Regions from separate parts of the Dromaius novaehollandiae genome. Here region 2 is linked to region 1. The links are chromatin contacts, called in public Hi-C maps. All regions are on one chromosome and are shown on one strand. The core of a region is the stretch at or near the end of the contact, and the rest is flanking DNA. Distances in the headings are between cores, read along the strand shown.

Region 1 (6,782 bases), core at 1,801-4,300:
TGCAGCCTCCTCCATCCCCATTCAGCTCTGGCCAGGAACGCTCGCAGAGCAACCACCTACGGCTAACCTTGCGCTATTCTTTCCGTTATGAACCTGTTTTTCGATGATTATCATTTTACCAAATGTAAACAGTTTTGGATTCCATTTTATTTAATAAGCGTTGGCCTCACAGTGACTAAGCAATACGTGTAATGCAAAATGCATGAACAGTACAAGATTGTGTGAACAGACCATGCCACAGGAGTGCCTATTCAGCTGCTGTCTGTCCTGTCCTGGCAACCGGAGGTGACTTCTAGCTGGTTATTATATAAAAGCTTATTGCCTTTGAAAATGGTGTTTCATCCTGACCAGTTCTTTAAACAGCTCAGATATGTACATGATCTCTGGGGTTCTGGATCCAGGGGAGATGGTTGTGGTGGGATTAGCCGTCAGCAGCTCCTCGCCACCTGCCTGCCTTGCCCTCTTCTGGGTGAAAGTTGTGGTCACCTCTCCAAGGGCATAGCTCTGATCAGGCTTTAACAAGAACCTGTGCACCTAAAAATTCAGTATCAATGTGCTTAATTGGTACGTCCGTAAGTCTTCCACTGGATATCACCCAAGCTTGCCCATACAGCAATGAAATTAAAAAAGCTCAATGCTGCATTAGGTCCTAACGCCCCATCTGCCATCCTGTATAAAGCCTGGTATATAGGTTATATAGCAACTAGATGTATAGTTCCTAATTGAGGCAAATCATGCAAACTACATTTTCAGCTGATCATTAATTGCATGCTTTTTCTCTACGCACCCAACAGTAGGCCTTCAGGTCTGATTTGCTAAACTATGACGGTCTCAACAACCTTTAATGGAAGCTTTATGCTCAACACATATGGTCAGATAGAATCTTAGATGCTCTAAACAATTAGGCTTCAGGCATCTCACATGGAGTATCCTGAATCTGATAAACTTGGCTTTAATCTTTGTGCCTTATTCCCATTCTCTAAAATGTCAAAAAGGATTGAAAGAAAAATAATTTTTAAAAGTCACTTAATTAGGTAGTAACATACATTCTTGGTACAGAATGAGACAGGCAACCTATGGAAGAAATATGTATTGTGTCATGGAAAGTCTAATCAAAAGGATATAGACAAAGGAGTCAAAATTAATTTTTTCATGGTCTAACACATGTGGCTTTGCAATCACACTATTTTTAAAACATTTATACAATGCATTTGACACACAACAAAATTTTCTAAGCCATGAAACAAATCTGCTAGGTTGATTTGACTTAAATAGCCTAGTAATTTTACTTCCTGATCAATTCCACTCACTACCTTTGATGCAAATAATTACTGGCATAGCTAGAAAGAATTATACTTGGAAATACAGTGTTACATGTCAAAAGGATATTTCAGGATGGAGCTTTCTGACAGTCCATTTCTCAGGCAACGGTGACAGTTAACCACACTAACACATCATTTGCATTACCAATTCATATTTGTTCAGATGTGCCCCTAACTGGGTGATCTATACAATGCAATGTGATTTCCATGCACCAAACTTTAAGTTCAGGAGTGAGATAGGACGGAGGCGACTTGGATTACCTGCGCTCATAATACTGCCCCTCTTCATTTCATCCAGGCTAACAGCCCAACTCAAACGCCTAAACTTCGAGCAGCGACAAAGTCAGCACTGCAAGTTCTCCCTGAAGAGAAGGGCAGAAAAGGACAGGCACTTCCAAAGGCAAAACTGTCCCATCCAAGACCTGGCTTTCCTGTAAAGGGGGGCCCAAGTTCCTCACTGAGCTGAGGTGACTACAGGCCCAAATGCCAAAGACTGGCAGCCTCTGAGTATGGAGGCTGACTTTTAGCAAAAGGTGCAAGTCTTACGAAAACATCATGCAAGTTGCACTAGAAATGGTTAAGACATACACGTGCTGATGGGCTGTATTACCATTTTTTGATGAAGACAATATACATGACTTCCCATACAACAAAGTGTTAGCCAAGCAGCATTAAGGCTACAAAAATAAGTCATTAACCTGTGGGGCAAAATAAAACAAATAAGCAACTCATCTTAAAAACTAGGCAGTAGAAAACCAGGAGGTGCAGAGGCAAAACTAACTAAACAAAACACTCATTACCCGAAAGGTTTATGACACAAACTGCAAGAGAGATAAATAGAGCCTCTTTCAGGCACTGAGTTTGGTAGAGCTCCCGGGTGGGAAAAGTCAGAAGGTGGCGGAGGAAGCTGGAGAGCAGCTCTGCAGCATTCAAGACCTTGGCACAGGTCTTTAGCTTTCAGATGACCCTGTTGCATCTACCTGCAAATACCCGCTTCGCCCAGATACACCAAGTTTTGTAATGGGATTCTTTCTCCATAGGCCCTCCATAGCTCTTATAAAAGAAATAGAAATATTGCTGACCCTGGACAAGTTTTGAAGGTGAAAAGTGGGGATCCCTCCAATGACTAAAAACAAAACCAGCCCCTTTACACTTTATAAAGACGGCAGAGGAACACCTGGGACTCCGAGCCATGACCTAGCCGTGGGACTCAGGGAAGATGAGGCACGGAGGAGCAGGAGAGGCTACTGGGGAAGCCCAGGGGCCGAAAAAATCAGCTGGAGATCAATTAAATGAGCAAGACACAGAAGGCAGTGCACTAGCCGGCATCATGCACTACAGGTAATCCCAGAGTGATCAGACGTGTACATGAAAAGGATTAAGAAGCAGAGTCAGAGCAGGGGAATTAATTTCACTGAGCATATGAAAAAACAATTGATTCCTTTTGTAGCCAAAGCAGCTGCAAAAGATTCAGCTCCTTTTCTTTTGCCCCACCACAGCAGGCAGACACCTCCATTTACACTTCTCTCACAGGAAAGCGTGTGCATTCGCAAGCACATCTCTCTGTAACAGACGCCTTATTCTCCTTTTCAACTGGTCTGGAAAACGTGTGTATATTTTTTGTACGTCCACTTGCTGCCTTTGTATGCGAATGCTGGCGAGCAGCACGTTTTTCGGAGCAGCGTGACGTTGGGCATTGTTAGGGTCTCATTCACGTTAGCATGCGGCTTCCTTTATTTCTGCAGGTTGCAGCCAGGAAACTGGAAAATGGGCCACAGGAAACCTGGCCTCCTACATCTGTCCCAGTTTGTAATAGCAGCTCTGGTTTTATTTTCTAAGTGTCTCAGGTTCATTTTAACCCTTGAGGTGACTCCAGCATTAACGTGTGAAAGAATACAGCTATTCTGTCATTACTTATGTTATTTAGATAATTTTTTTAACCAGTTTCTCATAACTGGAAATTGAGATGTCATTAAATTGCACTCATTTCTAAAGCAAAAAGTATTTATAAAACAAACAGGTACGTGAGTTTAAAAAAAGTTTTTTGAAATTACCAAAAAATTCAATTCTGTAATGACAAATATCAAAGACAAAATATACTCAGAGAAAAATATGGAATAATGCAATCTCTAGCTGCTTTAGCTATGTATTTTTTAACAAAGTTCTAAAGTGAATGTTCATATAGAAAGTCTAACAGCTTACAGATGCCCCACGCCAATTTTTCTATTTTACATTTTTGTTTCTAACAAAATTGAAGCATATTTATTTTGTACTTAATTCCAGAAGCAAACGTGAGACGATTGAGAAAAGATACTTTTCTAAAATAACCAAAGAAATCAGCAAATCTTAATACTTTCCACTGAAAACTGTCCTGTATAACACGGAGTTTATCAGGAGAGGTTAAAGAGAACTGCCGAAAATGTCTAAATGTTTGCTAAGAAACATTTAAAAGAACAAGGCAAAAGTCTGCGTCAGTTCTTACATTTTATTTCTCAACAGAGATGCTTCAAGGATGATAAATAGGATGTGGTTGGTGAAAAGTTAGTGATTCTGCCAGAAAGAAGGAAAAACAAATATCAATTTGTTTATTTAGAAACTTTGTCAAATATTCATCAAAGGAGATCGTCCTGCTAATTTAACTGGCTTTGAAAAAATAAACTCGCAAGGAAGTGTGTAAATATACGTGTTTTAACTTGATGCAGAACTTTCTCTGTTAAATGTCAATAAATCAAACTAATGGTGCAACCCACATTCACAGCACTTTAGGGAACTTGCTGTGTGTGTATGATACAGAACGCTAGTAATTTTTCCATATCCAGCAACTGGGACATTTCCTGCCAGAGCATCCTCAGAGTTTTTCTATTGTGTTGAAACTGCAAAAACTTTCTAAATCAGGACTTCCTCCTATTATATTTTAGAGGCGTCTTTCTGGGAAATGCAGATTCAAGTTAAAAAAAAAAATAGGAATTCCTGCAGCACCACCCAGTGGAAACATTAGAGAAAGTTGAAGACTGCCCAGCACAGAAGTTCCAATTTGCCTTCGGGACTACAGTAATACCGCCACACAAATCCAAAGTGGTTTAAGGATGTGTCAAAGAAACACAGAGGGTTTTTGCTGACCGTTGTACTTAACAGAGTCACACGAGGTACACCTGCTCTGCCACTCCTGCTTAATAGTCTTCTCTTAAATTTATATTATTATTACAAGATTGTTTACAATAAAGTGTGATAATTTACAGGGCCACCTTCTCAAGCAACAACACCCGCTGTTCTAGCCTCAGCACATTTAAAAAAATAAACAGACTCCTGCAATTGCTGCACCACAAAAGAGGCAGCAGCAAACCCAGTGAAATATTACGTGACGACGTTAAGTTACACTGCAGCAAAGAAAGCATTCATACACGTCCTGTAGTGCTTCCGGCAGGCATATCTGATAACACAATGTTTTCAATTTTTTTTTTTTTTAATAAATCAAAGAAAGACTGAGGCAGATGGCCAGAGGAAGAAAGTTCCACAACCCACAAATTAACACAACAAAGGAAAGGTCGCCTGCCAAGGAGAGGTGTGATGACACAGCCTTAAAACATGAGTATTTTCAGATTTCTCTGTAAGGATGCAGTTCAAGAAACAGTCTTAATCATAACGGAGTAAAAGCCCTTAGCAGGAGGGAATATGGCTAGTTGCCTCCCCGCAAAAGGCTTGAAAAACAACCTGCTCAACTATTTCTAAAGCTGGCCATCAGCAGAACTACATAAATCGCTAATGGCCCCAACCATTCACCTTGGGGAAGATGTAAAATGAATGCAGACTCCTTGCCCTGCTGTCTGTCTGCTCATGTGGTGCACATCTGGGGCACGCAGGCAGTACGTTGCGCTGCAATCTGAGCGACTTCTGGTTTCAAAGCCAGCTCTATATGTTTCTTTTCCCCATATGAGCTTCTCTTACATTTTTGCCGGTATCAACAGGACACAGTTCATAATTATTTGACTGTCCTATGCAAAATCTCGGACAGTCCCCTTTGTAAATTCAGGGAAAGTATGCATTCAAACAAAAACCAGATAAAGACACAAGAAGGCAGAGGATACAGTCTTCAGGAACAGAGGCTACTCTAAGAAGTTCATTTCTCATGTATCAAGTGGCAATTACTCCCAAATGTGAATACTTTTTCCTTATCTGTACTCCTTTCTTAAACTGAACTATTAACATTCCCAGTTTTGTAACTTATGTTAATGGCTCTAGCACTGTAAACAGTGTAATAATACAATCAGCTGTATCAAATGCTGCTTTTCATACATTTCATATTTAGATTTTTAAACTAATCTTCCCCTCTTGACTGATTTTTCCTAGACTAGAAAATTATGTAAACAGGCAGACCATTATAATACTGTGGATAGAGAGGCACAGAATAAAAATGAAAGGAAATGCAATTCCGGTAGTTCTGTTTTGGCAAGCTGAGGTGGCTGGCAATTTCTGTGTGACCTGAAGCACAGCAAGATGATAGCAGCTTACACTGGCAGCCTGAGCTGGCCTTCCTCGGCACGTTGAATTTTCAGAATTTGCTGGATTAGCAAGATGAGTCATTAAACTATTAAATAACATAAGCAGCTTACCTGTATGTTCTCACATCGCAAGGAGATTCAGTCATAGCATTATGCTGAAAATGGTGTAACACAATTGAGCAGATGGTAATCTACATACAGATAGAACCATTTTACCTAGACCATTCCCTCCCAGGACGTTAACTACTGTAATAGTTCTTGGAGCAGGAGCCAGGTTTTATGATCCTTAGTCATAAATAACGAGCAGTTAGTCATAGCACTAGTCAAGGTGCATCCTTTTCACTTTACACGCTGTATTAATCCTGTGTGTCATGGTCTCATGGTAAAAACCTAAATTAAGAATCTTTCTTACATGTCCTATCTCAAAACTTTGGGATCCTTCTCCTTTCTGAGTGCTAATCAAAGCTCTGTTACGCAAGTTTACCATGTGCTAAACTAGAGTGAAACCTAATTAAAAGAATAAACTGATGTTTTATCTTCTAACATTTTTCGCTTGTCTAATATACCAATAGGAACCCGAAGGTCACACTTACACCTTTCCCCTAACAGTATTCATTAAATGCTGAAACAGCCAACAGAATGTATTCTAAAATACAGGCGATTTCTGCCAACAGAACATCCGGTTATTACTCTCCTGTACTGTGTCCTGTGTACTTAAACCAATTCCCATGGTTGCAGCAAACTATGAAGAAAAGACAAATAGGGGGACGGTATTTCAATGATTACTGCAAACTCCACTGTGGAACAAGTGCCTGGACTGCCTAGGTTTAGAAATGACATCAATTCACCAGTTGGTTTGCCAGTGTCTCTGCTGCTGGGGATACATAACATTATTTTCATTTGTACACTGACTCCTGGAGGAAATTCCATGTTTAAATAAAATGTAAAGACTATATCCCCT
Region 2 (6,782 bases), core at 1,372-3,871, 170 kb before region 1:
AGGCAAATCTTAACTCTTCTGCACTTCCCCATCTGTATCACAGATATAATATTTTCCCCTACTTATCCACAGCCTTTCACTTCTATTGGATTGCAGCTGCATTGTCCCTTCTCTTCTGTGTCCATGTAATACCTAACTGCACGTAATATCAGCCCTGTGTGGAGTACAGTGTCGTCTGAACAGGGGAGGAAATGAGCTAAGTGTGACAAGGCCAATCGGTACCTGTCAACCTCTTAGAAGCCTTCTAACCTGATAATGTCTCAAATTATATTATTTTTTGCAACTAGTTCACTGAAACTGCAAGTTTCATGCCCTGGAACTCCACTTCCACGATTTCACTCTGTTATATTAACAAACAAAAGTAAGCCACAGAAACCTGGCAAAAAAAATACGTATGAAGCGTTTAGGTATAATAATTTGATTTTTAGAAGAAGCATTAGTATTGCCCTCACAAATTGTAAAGATCATGGTCAAACTTGACTCCATAGCTGAAAATGTAAGGATATGTCAGTGTCTAAAGGCCAAGCTATAGAACAGACATTTTAGTATAGAGTCATGATAACATCTGGCAGTATGATTGCTTCAAGGTCTATGCAGAAGGATAGAAAACAGAATAAACCATCTACAGAACTTCAAACTTATTTACAAAGGGTTTTGTAAAATGAAAAGAAAGGATTAACATAGCATTTGAACATTTTCTAAGAAGCTCAACTATAATTAAAAAATAAAATAAAAAATAAAAACAGAACATCTCTTCATTCATCACATCTGCTTCTCTTAGTTTTTAAGTAGCTTTCTCTTTCTTTCACCTCCCTAAACATCTATTTACAATCTAAGTCTGACTAGAGGAATATGATCTTGATTAGCTCAGTATACAGGAGATGCCTATGGTTTCCCTCTGTCATTCTATTTCACAGAATACCCTACATTACTTCAGAGTATCCACTATGCACTGAAATAGAGCTTCTCAGCAAAGCACTGCTTAGGATAAAATCCAGTATATTTTTAGTATCTCCCCCTATACCTACTAAAATACTTTCTTCCATGAACAACAAACGATAAATTGCAAGCTCTTATCTTTATAAGCAATTAACACAAAAGGATGCTGACATCCTCTTGAGGGCACTCAGCTATCCAAGAACTTAGAGCACTTACAAGTCTATTCATCATTCTGTCTCTTTTTTATTTTCATATTAAGCAAATGATCTACTGACAGTAATGCAACGCAGCTTGTTACTATGTCGTGAACTTTTTTTACATTTTTGCGCATCTATGGTACAAATTACAGTACAATGTTTTAACTCACTTGTGCTTTGCCTAATTTTCAGATCACACTCTATAAAAATTTCTACAACAATTACACTTATCAACGTTAGCCCATATCTGGATTCTGACAGTGGTTAATAGCAACTATTTCAGAGGAAAAATTGCTGGAGGCATTTAGGGAACAGCCTGTTCACAGCGAACTGCCTTTTTAACATTAAGTCACTAGTGGTTGGCTTATGCCACAGAAGCATAAGCATTTATATCCTCTGTGCCATCTCTATTTCAAAGCATTCCAACTCTGGATGTTCAAATCATCCATGACTGTTAAATCTCAGTGTAATCTGCATAGACAAACTATTAAAGATTAGTAAGTGTTAATATGTAATTAATATAACAATATGAAGTACATTTGTGGAAGATAAAGGCTACTTGTTTTGAAACTGCAAATGTGGCCAAAAAACTGCAAATGACCAAAAAAATTATTTGAACCTACCATAAGTGCTGCATTTTTATCTCTGAAACCATTTGGGAAAAAGGTGGATTTAAATTGATTCACATCATCGATGATTTCATCGAGGTTTACAGAAACGAACTGCTGAAGGTATCTTCCATAGCACTGTAAAAGTGCCAATTTATACTCCTGAAGAATGAAGAATATGTTATTTTTATAGTTTGCATATTACATTTCTATTTCTATAGAATATTGTTATGCTTATGGAAAAAGTATCGGTGTGAAAGAGCAGTGGAAATAAAACACTGAAGTGTCATACAAACATTCAGCAATATAATTTCTAATGCTAACCCTCACACCTTTTGAAAGGTTAGAGTACTTAAAAGAAGAGCTTGTGACCTGGGAGTTTCTGTTTATTTTAATCATAAATCTGACATATTAGAGAACAATCATAAAGTACGATCCCAGGTTAATGTAATAAACTCAAAGGGTTCCTGGAATGTCCTGCAGCTTTGGAACATAAAGATATGACACTTCTGAGAAAAATACTACATAATGCAGAACTTTATTAACTATATACCGATATCATCACTTCTCTCCCCCTTGTTTCCCTGATGTCAATGCCCTTCTTTTAGGCAGAAAGACAGAACAGCTTAAGATATCAGAAAATCAAACACTTTAGAACCAGATGTAATAAAAATGAGTGAAACAAATGACAGCAACTGGAATTTACATATAGCCAAAAAGCCAGCATTAATAGGCTGGAAATTGCCCCGGGTCTTTAAGAATTGTTAACAAACAGGATGTTGAGCTTTATGTCTCATTCACAATACAGCCCCCGGCAGCATGCGGGTCCTTCCTGACATCATATCGAGACTATGGTTCAGCGCTGACTCAGATGTCGAAGTGCCACTTACTGAATCACCTCCACCACTTCCTGCAGCAAAGATTGTTTAGAGGTTTCTCTACCAACTTCACTTGTGGGAAACTATGCTGCAGGGTAATTCAAACAGCATGGCTTTATGTAGGTATCTTTAAGGTTTTGTTTTCCCTTCCCTCACAGGAAGAGGGATGTGTAGATTGTACTGCAGTCATCCCCATGCAGCCTCGGAGCATTTTTTGTTTTCTTTAACTTGTAGATTACTTTAGTCTTTGCTTAAAAGAACTTATTTCCCTCCCATGTATGCTTCACACAATCTACCTTTTCATAGAAAGTTGAAAGCGCCCTGTGAGTACTACGTAAAGCTACGCACAAGAAAGAAAGAGAGAAAATTTTTCATTGAATTTTGTGAGGGGCTTAGACGGAACTGACTCTGTAAGGGAAACAAGTAAAAACTCAGTTGATTGGGAACTGATCTGCTGTTTCACACGATGAAAGGGTCATATGATAAACACAGGAAAACCTGTTCTGCCTGACAACCAAAAGTCTTTTTGGCAACTCTGCATATACTAATTTCTTTTCTAAGTTGTAGTAAAGACAATGTATAGCATTACTATTAGAATTCAGTGTGATTAATAGCTCAACATTATTAGTAGTTGTTACTAGCACACACACATGCACACCAAGCAGTCATGATAAATTCTGGGCAAAGAAAATTAAAAGCAACTAATTTATATTTGTAAAAATGGTACTTTAATATTTAATCATGGAAAATTCAGAAGTATTTCCCTGCATACACTGTTTTCAGTATAAATTCCAACCACCACGGTGACATTTACCCTGAATTTTTAATCATCTGAAGAGTCTAACTCACATGATCCAGATTACTTAAGGGATCCTACCTTCTCTGCTGTGTAAAAGGAGCAACCAGAAACCTTCACTTCCCATGGACATGTACGGGCAGTTGGTCACTTGTATAATCTAATACATAGACTGTGGTAACTCTAGAATCCTAAACCGTGGATCAGAATCCCATTAAGCTAGTTACTAATATATAACAAAAGATTGATCCCATGCCCAAACAGTTTAAAATATATATGTATGAGACCAGAGATAACAGGCAGATACAAGCAGAGAGGAAGGAAACAAAATGAGTCAGTGCCGATCAGTATGATGACTAATGGGCTGCTAACTGATTTCCAGATATATGACATAATGAATTGAGGTGTGCTCTAAATGATAAATAGCAGATGTATAATAGAAAGGAATCTAAAGTGAAAAGACATTAAAAAAGGAATAGCAGAAGGACAGGAACTAATGACGTAGAGGGGAATGTGGTGCTTACCTGTTGACTATCCATATTCAGTATTTTTTCTTCTACAGACGATGCATCTTTAAGTATTATATACAATAAAGGAGGATTAAAACTTAACATAATCACCAGCAGTTTTCAAATAGAGTCCAGCGGGACCAAAGAAAAGTTGTATTTATGCCACAGGCTCCACCCTGCCTATCACAGAACTTGGTGTTACTCCACATTCACCTTTTCAGTGATGCATTAAACTCTTGCATCTATTACATGTTTTTTCTCTCTGTATTTTCTCCAGGAAGAGAAATGGATATGATGAAAACTAAATTTGGAAACTCAAGGACATGCACTAAAAATGGGAGTTCCGTAGTTCCGAAGAGAGTTCATTTCAAAGTTTTACACCGGCCACTAAGACAACTTCTTCTACAACATAGATGACTTTACCCTTACTGTAGAAAACCACATTACACCAGAGGATCCAAGTTGTAAGTAGAACTCTTTACTGAGAATTCTAGGTTATTTTTAGCCACTCCAGGGCCATGTCATTAAGCACCTTGAAAATAAGGACCAAATTACGACATTTTAGTTATCCTATGGGAAGCCCATGTAAAGTACAGAGGCCACGGTTTGGTATGTTTGAAATAACTTCTTACTGAGCATGTTGTGAGACCACAGTTCCCAAGCAAGGAAAGCTTCATTTAATATGAAAAGACATTTCTACAGCCCAGAAGGTATGAAAACTTGAGGAAAACAGGAGCCTGAAGAAAACATGAATGGAATTGTTTAGGCAATGAAAGGGCTATTAACAAATGCTTTATTTGAGAGCTTCCATGAGAATTTCTGGGAAGATTCCTAAACTGCTATACCATGAGCCTATACCTTCAAGTAAGAGAGCATTAGTTTTAAGGACTTTTCTAAATACCTTCTGCAACCTACCAGTAATTATTTGAGTCTTGCTAAAGTTCAGCTTCAGCTTGCTGTTCTTTAATCAGGAGGCAGGCCACTTTTGTGAAAGTGTTATGGGCAAATGCAATGAAGGATATATAAGACTTAGTAACATCTGCATGATAACCTTTGTCCAGGTTTGCTGAACAGTTCACCTAGTAGCCACACATATAGGACAGAATTACAGAATAGCATTTATCCTTGCTAGATTACACAAGCAAAGAATATAATAGTTGAAGTACTGTTTCACTGGATGTGTTCCTCCAAAAGATGTCTCCTCAAGCGACTTTGATACATTTCCAGTTATGTCTGCTACTTCTCTAGGTAAAAAGGGAGAACCTAATACTGTCAAATGTTGAGGAGAATGAAAAAAGGTAAGAGAGGATAGGTTCCCTACATCTATCAACAACAAGAGAGTATCACTGCTTTCAAAGCATTTCCATTACTGAGTCACAAAACACCAAGGCTACGAGTGACAACAGACATTAAACTACTTTCCTAATGCACAAGTAATAGAGTGTTCTTAAAAATTATTTACGATTTAAAAAGTACACAACGTCAGTTATCTGCTTTTCTTTTTGAGGAGGGAGGGGCAAGAAACATAACGTTTCTTGAACAGCAACACAAATCTCAATATCTTTCCTAAATATTGCTGTAACAACGTTTAATCTAAAAGAGTGTACAGGAATTATATAGGATCTCACAAAGTGTATTTATTCAACCAGTGAGGGTAGCTTTGTAGCAAGACACAATCTCAGATGCTCATCATACAGACTGAAACAACACAAAGAACCGAACTAAATCAAGATGACATTCGTTAATAGTAAGTTTAACACCAAACAGAAAGCAAATGAAATCACACTTGCACCTCCACTAAAATTTAATACTGCCTTCCTAAATGAAATACTAGCCTGGTTTAACCTTACTTTTTCTTCCTGTTATCTTAAATAATGAAGCAGAAGTTACAGAAACCTTTCCAAAAGCATGGGCATATTCTACAAATAAATCACAGGCTTCCTCTAACTTTGGTGCTATGAATCTTATCTTTCTATCACACTCATATATTAAGAAAAGTGGTATCAAGAATATGTGCCTGAAATGGGCCAGAAAAATTGAAGGACACGGTTAAGATATATATTTGATTATCTCTTAACACAGACACACTGAACAGCCAGAGTTATAAGCTAGAAACGTATTACTGATCAAATAAACATCTTCTAATATCATTCTGTAAAAAGTAGAAAAGTCCACTGAGGGATCATTACAAACATGAGATGTCTCAAACCAGGAAGCATCATACGTAGGAGATGTAACTTGATCTAAATTATGCTAATTCTTAACAATCTTTAACTATTCTCTCAAGCAACTTTTCAAGTACTGAACCTTTTAATGAATTAATCTATAATTTCTTTAATTCTTCAGCATTTCTGTTCCACAGTTACATTACTCAGAACCACAAACCCTTCTTTAATCCTAAAAAACATGATTTGCACTTAGCTTTCCACTGTGCATCTTTGAGCCGCCTCTGAGTGGTGTTTACTAATGATCCTCAGAAGCCTTACACTTTACGGCCTATCTTCTAACACATATATCACTAAGGTAAAGAGTGATAAGGCTCTAACGTTTCATTTCCAGCAGACACAAAGGACAAATATCATTTAAGAATGAAACATAAAAACAGCCTTATTGAATCAGACCAGTTGTTACTAGCTTAGCATCCCATCTCCAAGTGTAGCCAGGAACAGATGAGTATGTAAAAATATAAAAATAGAGTTAACGATGTGGTAACACATCCCCAAAATACTCTCAAACTCTCCAAAAATCCGCACCTCATGGACTTCTTAAGCCAAGGGTAATTTATATATTTCAATATCCTCAATGGACTTCCATTCTGTGAACTTGGCAAGTTTCCTCTTGAACTTACATAAACT

The links. Hi-C and Micro-C count contacts between places; a contact is called where the count stands out from the background.
Region 2: a contact with region 1 is called in a Hi-C map of brain, with 5 times the contacts expected there. The contact joins two enhancer-like sites. A contact is called at or near these places in 2 of 4 Hi-C or Micro-C datasets (brain and liver).

Annotation. Positions count from the first base shown.
Region 1 is chr1:47,721,314-47,728,095 of bDroNov1.hap1, reverse strand. The region is part of intron 1 of ELK3 (ETS transcription factor ELK3); the gene reads right to left. Among named protein-coding and RNA genes, the nearest start is that of ELK3, 11 kb to the right of the region's middle. Within about 2 kb of position 3,050, at least 1 of the 2 cell types and tissues checked has open chromatin away from gene starts, as enhancers often do.
Region 2 is chr1:47,886,725-47,893,506 of bDroNov1.hap1, reverse strand. CFAP54 (cilia and flagella associated protein 54) reads right to left here. Exons shown (of 69, transcript XM_026123229.2): 3 at 1,760-1,906. Among named protein-coding and RNA genes, the nearest start is that of CFAP54, 9.7 kb to the right of the region's middle. Within about 2 kb of position 2,621, at least 1 of the 2 cell types and tissues checked has open chromatin away from gene starts, as enhancers often do.